Linked DNA regions of Mus musculus: regions 2 and 3 are each linked to region 1. Evidence: chromatin contacts called from public promoter capture Hi-C data. All regions are on one chromosome and are shown on one strand. The core of a region is the stretch at or near the end of the contact, and the rest is flanking DNA. Distances in the headings are between cores, read along the strand shown.

Region 1 (2,563 bases), core at 24-2,523:
TCTTTTCTAGGCTTAGTTTTGCATTTTCCTAGGTGAAACAAGAAAGGCTCGGGGGCCCCATCTTGTCTTCCTATCAAGATGAAACCATTTCCAGGTATTATGTACAACTCTGAAGGCTTTATGGCCTCATAGGAAGAGGTGTTGTTCCTCACCCCCTTTATTCCCACTGACATTTTTCCCGGGACTTTTCCCTGGGATGGCACAGCTGTGTGTCGCGTGCTGTCAGTGTTCGGTGAACGCCCGAGGAAGGAGCCACTGAACCTCTGTGGATTTCTCTGGTCCTTCGTACTGTCCTTTGAACTGAAGCTGCCTTGGTTTCCCCAGGGCCCCGGCTTCGTCTCAGGTTGACCTCCAGGTCTTGCTCGGGTCTCCCTTCTCTGTTCTGTGCCAGAACGGTTTCTCACCAGGGGAGTTCGCTGCTCACTTCGTTTATTGTCCACATCACTGATATTCCTCCATTGTTTCTGTGTGCAGTGCTTCCCCATCGGTTTCTTAGTCCATGTTGTCCTTTTAAAGCTTGTTTTATGTGGAAGACTGAATCTGGTCCCTGTTGACTTCTGCTGTTTGCCACCTCACTTTAAGAAGCAAATGGGAAATAATTTGAAAATACTGCTCACGTCAAATACTAGAAATACAATTGAAAATTCAAATTCAATTAAATTGAGTTCCGCTCAAATTCCTAGTCTTTTCGCAAAGATTTTTGTCTTTCTGTTACAACCAAGAAGTGTTTTTTTGTATGAGCAAAATAGTTTAAAACATTACACTATGAATATCTTCAAACTTAGTTTGCCCTTGTCTTTTTGTAATCATTTTTTAAAAAAAGTATTATTTTCAAGAAACAACACCCACAGTATCCACACATGCTGCAGTTTAAAACACACGACTCACAGGCACGTAAAAAAGAAAAAAAACAAAACAAACAAACAAACAAAAAACCAACCAAGATTGAATTGGCAGGAGGAAGGCATCTAGATAGCACATCTTTTTTAAAAGAATTGATTAATGAGCTTCCTTAGAAGTACGCAAAGATTACTTCGGTTTGGCTTTTCTGCTTTTTTTCTGTTTCTCTAAGATCTTACCCTGTTGTCTTGCAGTCAATGAAAGAGTCCGGCAGTGCTAGGGAGCCCCTCCTATAGTCTGAAGCTTCGGGTTGCAGCCAAGTCAGCATGGGGTGTCCTGCAGTACGCGGCATTCTGGGTATTGTAGTTCCCCCATCTCTAGCGCTGCGTGGGTAGTGAAGTGCGCGCGCGTCACCCCGGTCGGTGTACTTCCGCATCCTGCAGTCGTCACCTGTGCCTGTGGACGATTCTACTGCGGTTCTGGTGAGCGAAAGTGCAGACGTCCTCGGCTCTTGCAGATCCCTCCAGGCGGGGAAGAGTCCGGAGAGCTGGCGTGGGCCACCCACAAGGTTCAGGTGTCTGCCGCTGCTCCATCCTCGATGCGTGGAGTCTTTGGGAGTGGAATCAGCTTCTCTGCCCATCCCGGAGGAGGGTCTCGGTGAAGACCCTGGGATGGGGAGGGGGCCATGTGAGAACGGGGTTAGGGGTCCACTATCTTGTCCTAAACAAGCTACAGGTCAGTCTGGCCTGCTTCCCAGGCTATGACGCTGTAGGTGTGTCCCCTGTGTTAGTGCCAGGTCAGGGAGATTGGACCTGGGGCATCTAGATGTCACCTTTCCACCCCCGCTCTCTGTTGAGGTTTGTGAGGGATCAGAGCCATCCTCCACAGGAACAAATGTCTGAATTGGTGAGGACAGAAGTCTTGGGGAGCTGCACTCATCATGAATTTGGAAATACAGCTTGGTCGCTTGCCTTGCGGGGAAAACATACAGAATTGCCTGGCTGAATGCAACGGCAAAGACCAAGAGACTAGAGCTAGTCTTGAAGTTTGGAGTCTTGGTGTGTGACAAGGCTTGTGTGTGTGGTGTGTATGTGTGTGCGCGTGCGTGCCTGTGTGTATATGTGTGTAGGGGGGAGTGGGGGTGGCCTTTTTACACATTGTGGGCTAATGACCTTGTGTGGCTCCCTTGAGCTCTGGGATCTTCCAAGAGCCTGGAGTGATGTAATGGGAAGAGACATTTCCCCCATGACCCAGGGCTTGTTGGCTCCCTGAATTTCTGGCGGTGTAGCCTGGTTTCTCCTTTTCTCTTTAGTTCTCTGATCTATATATACAACTCATTTTGATTATATTCACCACTGAAAATTCTGTCCCCAGTCCACCTATCTTTGTGACCTATCTTTCTTTTTTGTTTCAAAACCCTTTAAGACTAACTTATGCTGAATTCAATATTCTTGAATATTTCATTGGATTGTTATTGGCTTACCTCGGGCTATATACTCTTAGAGAAACCCTTCTCCTCCTCTCCCAGCAGCTAGTAATTGCCGTAGCTTGGTACTAGGTATTTGGTGCCGAACTCTTGTCTCTGTGCTGAGATTTGTTCTGGTTTGGGCTTGCACGGGTCTTGTGCATGGTGTTGTAACTGCAGTGAGCTTGTATGTACAGTTGCCCTATTGTCTGTACTGGCTGGTTTTGTGTGTCAACTTGACACAGGCTGGAGTTATCA
Region 2 (2,563 bases), core at 40-2,539, 1.6 Mb after region 1:
GAGAGACTAAGGAACAGCAGCGGAAGCACTGCTTCAAGTCAGGCTTCCTGGGAGCCGGAGGTGTGACTCAGTGGTACAGCGGTAGACCGCATGTGCAAGTCAGTCGCATCACGGGGCACCAGTTGGTGACAGACGGAATCCCTCCTATTTAGACCACCTGCTACACGTGGTTTACCATAATAAGTATCTCTCCTCCCTCAGTGTGGCTTCTGGAGACCAGAGCCAGCGAAGTTGTTCCTGCTTGTGTGTGGTCTCTACAGTACGGCACGCAGTAAGCACCCCATAAAACTCCCCATAAAGCAGTTCGTGAATGAGTGAATTTGGACCTTCATGCCATAGTGAGATTCCCCACCGGATCCAAACTGTTAAGACTTGGAGCACTTTTCAAAAACGCCTTGGCACCACGGAAGCGCCGCCCTCAAGCACTTGTTGAACCAAACAGAGCAAATCCGCTTCCTTCGGTTCCGCCCAGGCTGGGAGGTCTGGCTTTGGCAAAAGCGCGGATCGCGCTGCTGTGCCTTTCTTACGTAAGAGTTAATGAACCCTCCCGGCCATCTAGATCCCTCCCATTACAAGGGCGCAAGGGAAAGAAAATGAGCGCCGTATTTACAAACACACGGTTTTGGTGGTCCATTGCAAATTCATGTCTAGCCTTGGCTCCCCACAAAGAGCTTCCAACACCGCGGCAAAGCTCGGTGTGGGGCGCCGAGGGGCGGTGCGCTGTGGATGTCAGTGGAGGCGGAAGGATAGCGTGGATTAGGCCTGCGCACCCGGCACCCTCTCCAATGCCCCCCAGACCGCCCCAGGGCCCCGGCTGTGAGGGTGACAGCGGCCCCTGAAGGTGACTCGAGCTCCAGGAGGTGTCTGTGACGTCCCCCGCAGGCTCAGGAACAGGGGAAGCCAGGGGCTCCTTCTCCAGGCCCAGCAGCCCGGAGCCCGAACGCCTTTGCAGAGCGTCCCTTCCCGTGTCCCGGCTGCCCTGAGGCCGGAGACGCTCGCCTTTGTAAAGCGCCCCTTCCCGGTCTGCAGCGGCCTTACAGCCCGGGCGCGGCCCCCGGAGCGGAAGATGGCGACGCTGCCCGGCTCCCGGCGGCCGCGAGGGGCCGCGGTGCTGCGCGCTCGGCCCGGCCCGAGCGGCTAGAGCGGCGCTTGGGCCCGCGGCCTCCTCCCGCTGCCGCGCCCCGCCCCGCGCCCGCCCCTCCCCGGGCCCGGCCGTGCCCCGCGTCGCGCTCCCCCGGGATGGCCCGCGCGCCTCGGCGCTGCGTCTCGGAGCTCTCGGCGGAGCGGCGGCGGCCGCGCTCGGGGGGCGCGCGGCTGCTGCTGCGGCGGCGGCGGCGGCGCGGCGCTTGAAGGGGCCGCGTCGGGCGGAGCAGCGCGCCGCCAACATGTCGGATACGAAGGTAAAAGTTGCCGTCCGGGTCCGGCCCATGAACCGAAGAGGTGAGCCGCTCTCCCCAGCTCCTTTTGCATTTCTGCTCCGGCCGAGGGCGGGGGGCAACTTTGCAAACTGCAGGGCGGCCGGGGATCGGGGACACCGGTGTGGCCCGGCGTGGCCCCGGGTGGAGGCGGCGCCCAGGCTCTGGCCGCGGCCACTATGTGCCCGGGGCGCCGTCTCCCTGCCTGCCCGGACTGAGCCACGCGCGCCGGCTGCGGCCGCGGATGCTCCACTTTGCAACATCACCCTGCCCCTGTGCTTTCAGAGCTGGAACTGAACACCAAGTGCGTGGTGGAGATGGAAGGGAACCAGACGGTCCTGCACCCTCCTCCTTCCAACACTAAGCAGGGAGAAAGGTAAATCCCATCCCGGCGGCTCCTGCCAAGTTTGAGCCCGGAAAAACCGAGTGCGCTCTCCCATTGTTAGCAAGGGTGGCTTCAAGTTTGTCCCACGCTCATGCGGAAAGCGGTTGCAAGTGCAGGGTCCCCTCCCCTCCTTGTGCCCATCACTTCTTGTCCCCTCTCATCCAGAGCGATGTCTCCCAGGCAGGGAACCCTGGCCAGAGTCAGCACTCTGGCTTCCAGGCTCCTAGAACGTGAAGGGACCGGATGGAGATGTGTAGCCCAGGCCACATCTTAACACCTAGGAAAGACGTTATCTGAAGCGTGCAAATGACCAATCCAAGGCCTTATTGATGGAGTTCAGCTCCAGCGATTCTTACGTTGTTTGCCCCTTTTCGCAGAACTGCTTAGGATGTTGTATATGAAATGGGGGCTGGGAGCCTAAGAAATCAAACACCCAAGTACAAGGCTAGGGTCATTTAAAATCTGTATGTAGGTTGTTGGAGGTGGTGAGTTGAGATGGTGTCTGAAAGTAATTCGGGAATTTTGATTTTCGAGGAAACAGACAGAGTGCTGATACGGAGCTGTTTAGACACTGGGATGGGGGAATGTTAAAAGGGGCTGCATTTTCTAGATGGCAAGGCATTTGCATTTGAAAAGTCCTGACTGTGGGATCCTTATTAATTCTACTGTGTTCCATGCAATGGTATGGGAAAACGCCCTAAAATAGTGTGAATATTTGGCATTTTTATGGTAAGCCCCTGAGAAGAAATTGGTTGGGATTCAT
Region 3 (2,563 bases), core at 23-2,522, 1.1 Mb before region 1:
TATCTGGAAAAGTTAATTTTGGACAGAAAAACAATTTAATAGTTTTCCAGAAATTTAACACAACTCTTTCCCCTGAAACTTCTGTGCCAACTTCATCTTATGAAGCTATGTCTCTTCATATGTATTGCTTTCAGATTTTATCAGTGGAGATTTTACAAAGGCCCTCCATCCACATTCTCAATGAACACACTTTGCAACTGCACCTAAGTACAGCACATCCACACATCTTCTCCCAGATGTTTTCTCTAAAACAACCACAGCTATTATATCTTATCCTTATTGATTTTTTATTCGAAGTACTGCCCTCCCCCATTCATTTCTACATTTTTACCTTAACATATACTGGCAAAAATAGTAAGCTAACGGATAAAAATAGCTTCATCCTGGAGCTCCAGTCATAACAAAGTCTGCAATTACAATAGTATGGCAAAATACAAGTGTCCCCTAAGCGCTGTTAAATCACAAAGACGGCAACTTAAGTTATACCTAAAATATGTTTCCCCACTGTGTGCCTGTATTGTTCAAAGCAGTCTGAGTGGATCTCATCGGTCAGGGGAGTAGGAGCGGTTACGGCTTTTCCCAGTGCCACTTAGAAAACAGTAGTGGTGACAGCAAGGATCATAATGAAGTCTAATTTTGGAACCCGGAATTGTTAACACTGTCCTACCAAGATTGCTGGAAACGTTTTCCAGAGGTCGCTCCATCTCGTTTAGCTCTCGGCGGATGTTCAGCTCTTACTCAAACCTTTCTCAAAAGTTGGCTGTCTCCTTCCAAGCGAGATCACTAAATAGCGGCAGAAGCCCAAAGCAAAGGCCAGCACTCTGGGAAAAAAACCTACAGTGTACCCCTTCTTGGTAGCCACCGCCCCATCCTTCCAGCCCTGCCCTCTCTCTTCGAGAAGCCCCTAAGGAAGGAGAGGAGAGGCTAAGCCCAATAGCCCATCACTTCTCACGAGCAAACACTCTTCCTCAGGGCGCTTGTCCGACTCAGCTCAAGCCCGGCGTAGCACTTAACGTCTAATAACACGTGCCGGCAAGTGCATTTTCCTTTCCTTCCTACAAAGTTTCCAACCCAATCTCCTAAGGTTCCGTTATCCCGCAGTTCCAGAGGGCTCTTTATTTCCTCCGCCTTCGCTTTTACTGACGTTCTGTTAGTTCTCCTCCACGTTGTAAAACTGACAGAGTGTGAGAAAGAAAAATAAAAATCGGTAATTCCTACAGAAAAGACACTCCGCCGCGTGGTTCCTGATTTCCGGTTCAAGTAGGCGGAAGTGAAGAAGCGGAACCAAAATAAAGAGACTCCTTTCCTCGTGCTTCCGAGAATCCGCCCCCTTCGGTGACGTAAGAGCTCGGCTGGCCCAGTGGCCGTTAGACGGGATGGGCGGCCGTTGGAGGGTGACGTGCAATTTGGAACGAACCAACTCGCAGAGGCGGCGGGGGTGTCTAGACGCTCGACGCGACATTTCGCGGGCCGTCAGGCTCGGGAACGTCGTCCGAGGCCGTGGGCGTGGACGCGCGACTCCCGGCAGCCTCTCCCCCCGTGAGCTCGAGAGTGGTCCGTTCCAGGAGCGCGCGCGCTCCTTGAAGTCTCCTGGCTGCCCGAGGCGCCCAGACTGCCATTCTCCGGGCTACTTCACCTTCAGGGTTCCACGTCGGTAGCCATGGATTCCGAGACCCGCGAACTGCGCGCCCTGGAGGCGGAGGTCGCAGCGCTGCAGCGAGAGTGCAGAATGCTGCAAAACGCTGGGGAGAAGGCGTCCGGAGCCTGGTACGTGGCTCGGGTCCATCCCTCCCAGCCCATGCCCTGTAGCACCCCGCGGACCTCTCAACCTTATGACAGTTCTGGACTCCGACTCCCTCACCCCCCCAAGACCCATGCTCAAGAACGTGGTGGGAGACGTCCTGAAATGTGAACTTGAATCAGTGTTCTGGGAGAACGATGACCTCATGAGTGTGTGAACGCTGCGTTTGGGGCTTATGACTTGATTATAATCAGCAGAAAATAGTTTCCTTAAGGGTTGTTTTCGCCCAGTTGATGAGAATCAAAGGGAAAATCTGGCTTTTCTTTAAGCAGTCTTTGCCTTCGGGAGAACAGCATCTAGATAGCTGGTTTTGTTTTGTTTTGTTTTTCTGGGTTTGGAGACATTGTTACTCTGTAGGTCAGGAACTGGCTCAATTTGATTTCAAACTCAAGAGTCTTCTATTCCGCAGCCCCCAACTCCCACACACAGTGTTGGAGTTATTACCTGAGCCACCATACTTGCTCTTGTCTAGTTGGGATTCCCTCCTTACTCTGGTTTCATGGATTTGTTTTTGTGACTCATCTAACGATGTAGTTAAGGGGCCCTGACCTTTTTTTTTTTTTTTTTTTTTTTTTTTTTTTTTTCTGCATTATGTTAGAAACATAAGGGTTGGGGGTATATAGCCCCAGGGCAGGGCAGCCTAGCATGGTCAAATTGGTATATATGGCTAATGCCTTCTATAGGAAACTGTGATAGTCTTCTGATTAGTTACTATTGTTAAGCCTTATTTAAAGGTAGTTGATCTGAGTGTTAAATAGTTAA

What was found. Promoter capture Hi-C pulls out the DNA fragments that hold promoters and counts their contacts.
Region 2: a promoter capture Hi-C map of cranial neural crest shows a contact between it and region 1. The contact joins the promoter of Kif13a here to the promoter of Zfp169 in region 1. A contact is called at or near these places in 5 of 39 promoter capture datasets (3T3-L1-derived adipocytes, cranial neural crest, embryonic stem cells and 2 more).
Region 3: a promoter capture Hi-C map of pre-B cells shows a contact between it and region 1, with 4 times the contacts expected there. The contact joins the promoter of Nol8 here to the promoter of Zfp169 in region 1. A contact is called at or near these places in 4 of 39 promoter capture datasets (the HPC-7 cell line, liver and pre-B cells), 5 of 484 Hi-C or Micro-C datasets (CD4 T cells, CD8 T cells, cortical neurons and 1 more), 1 of 115 datasets of contacts at active chromatin or transcription factors (regulatory T cells) and 2 of 9 other capture datasets (adipose tissue and liver).

Annotation. Positions count from the first base shown.
Region 1 is chr13:48,512,146-48,514,708 of GRCm38.p6, reverse strand. Zfp169 (zinc finger protein 169) reads left to right here and starts at 1,273. Exons shown (of 5, transcript NM_026450.3): 1 at 1,273-1,414. A830005F24Rik (RIKEN cDNA A830005F24 gene) reads right to left here and starts at 1,139. Exons shown (of 2, transcript NR_165458.1): 1 at 1,080-1,139; 2 at 1-575.
Region 2 is chr13:46,928,444-46,931,006 of GRCm38.p6, reverse strand. Kif13a (kinesin family member 13A) reads left to right here and starts at 1,289. Exons shown (of 38, transcript NM_010617.2): 1 at 1,289-1,440; 2 at 1,701-1,791. The coding sequence starts at 1,386.
Region 3 is chr13:49,651,787-49,654,349 of GRCm38.p6, reverse strand. It overlaps Nol8 (nucleolar protein 8), which reads right to left and starts at 1,272. Exons shown (of 17, transcript NM_001271397.1): 1 at 668-1,272; 2 at 1-3. The coding sequence starts at 704. Cenpp (centromere protein P) reads left to right here and starts at 1,619. Exons shown (of 8, transcript NM_025495.3): 1 at 1,619-1,767. The coding sequence starts at 1,661.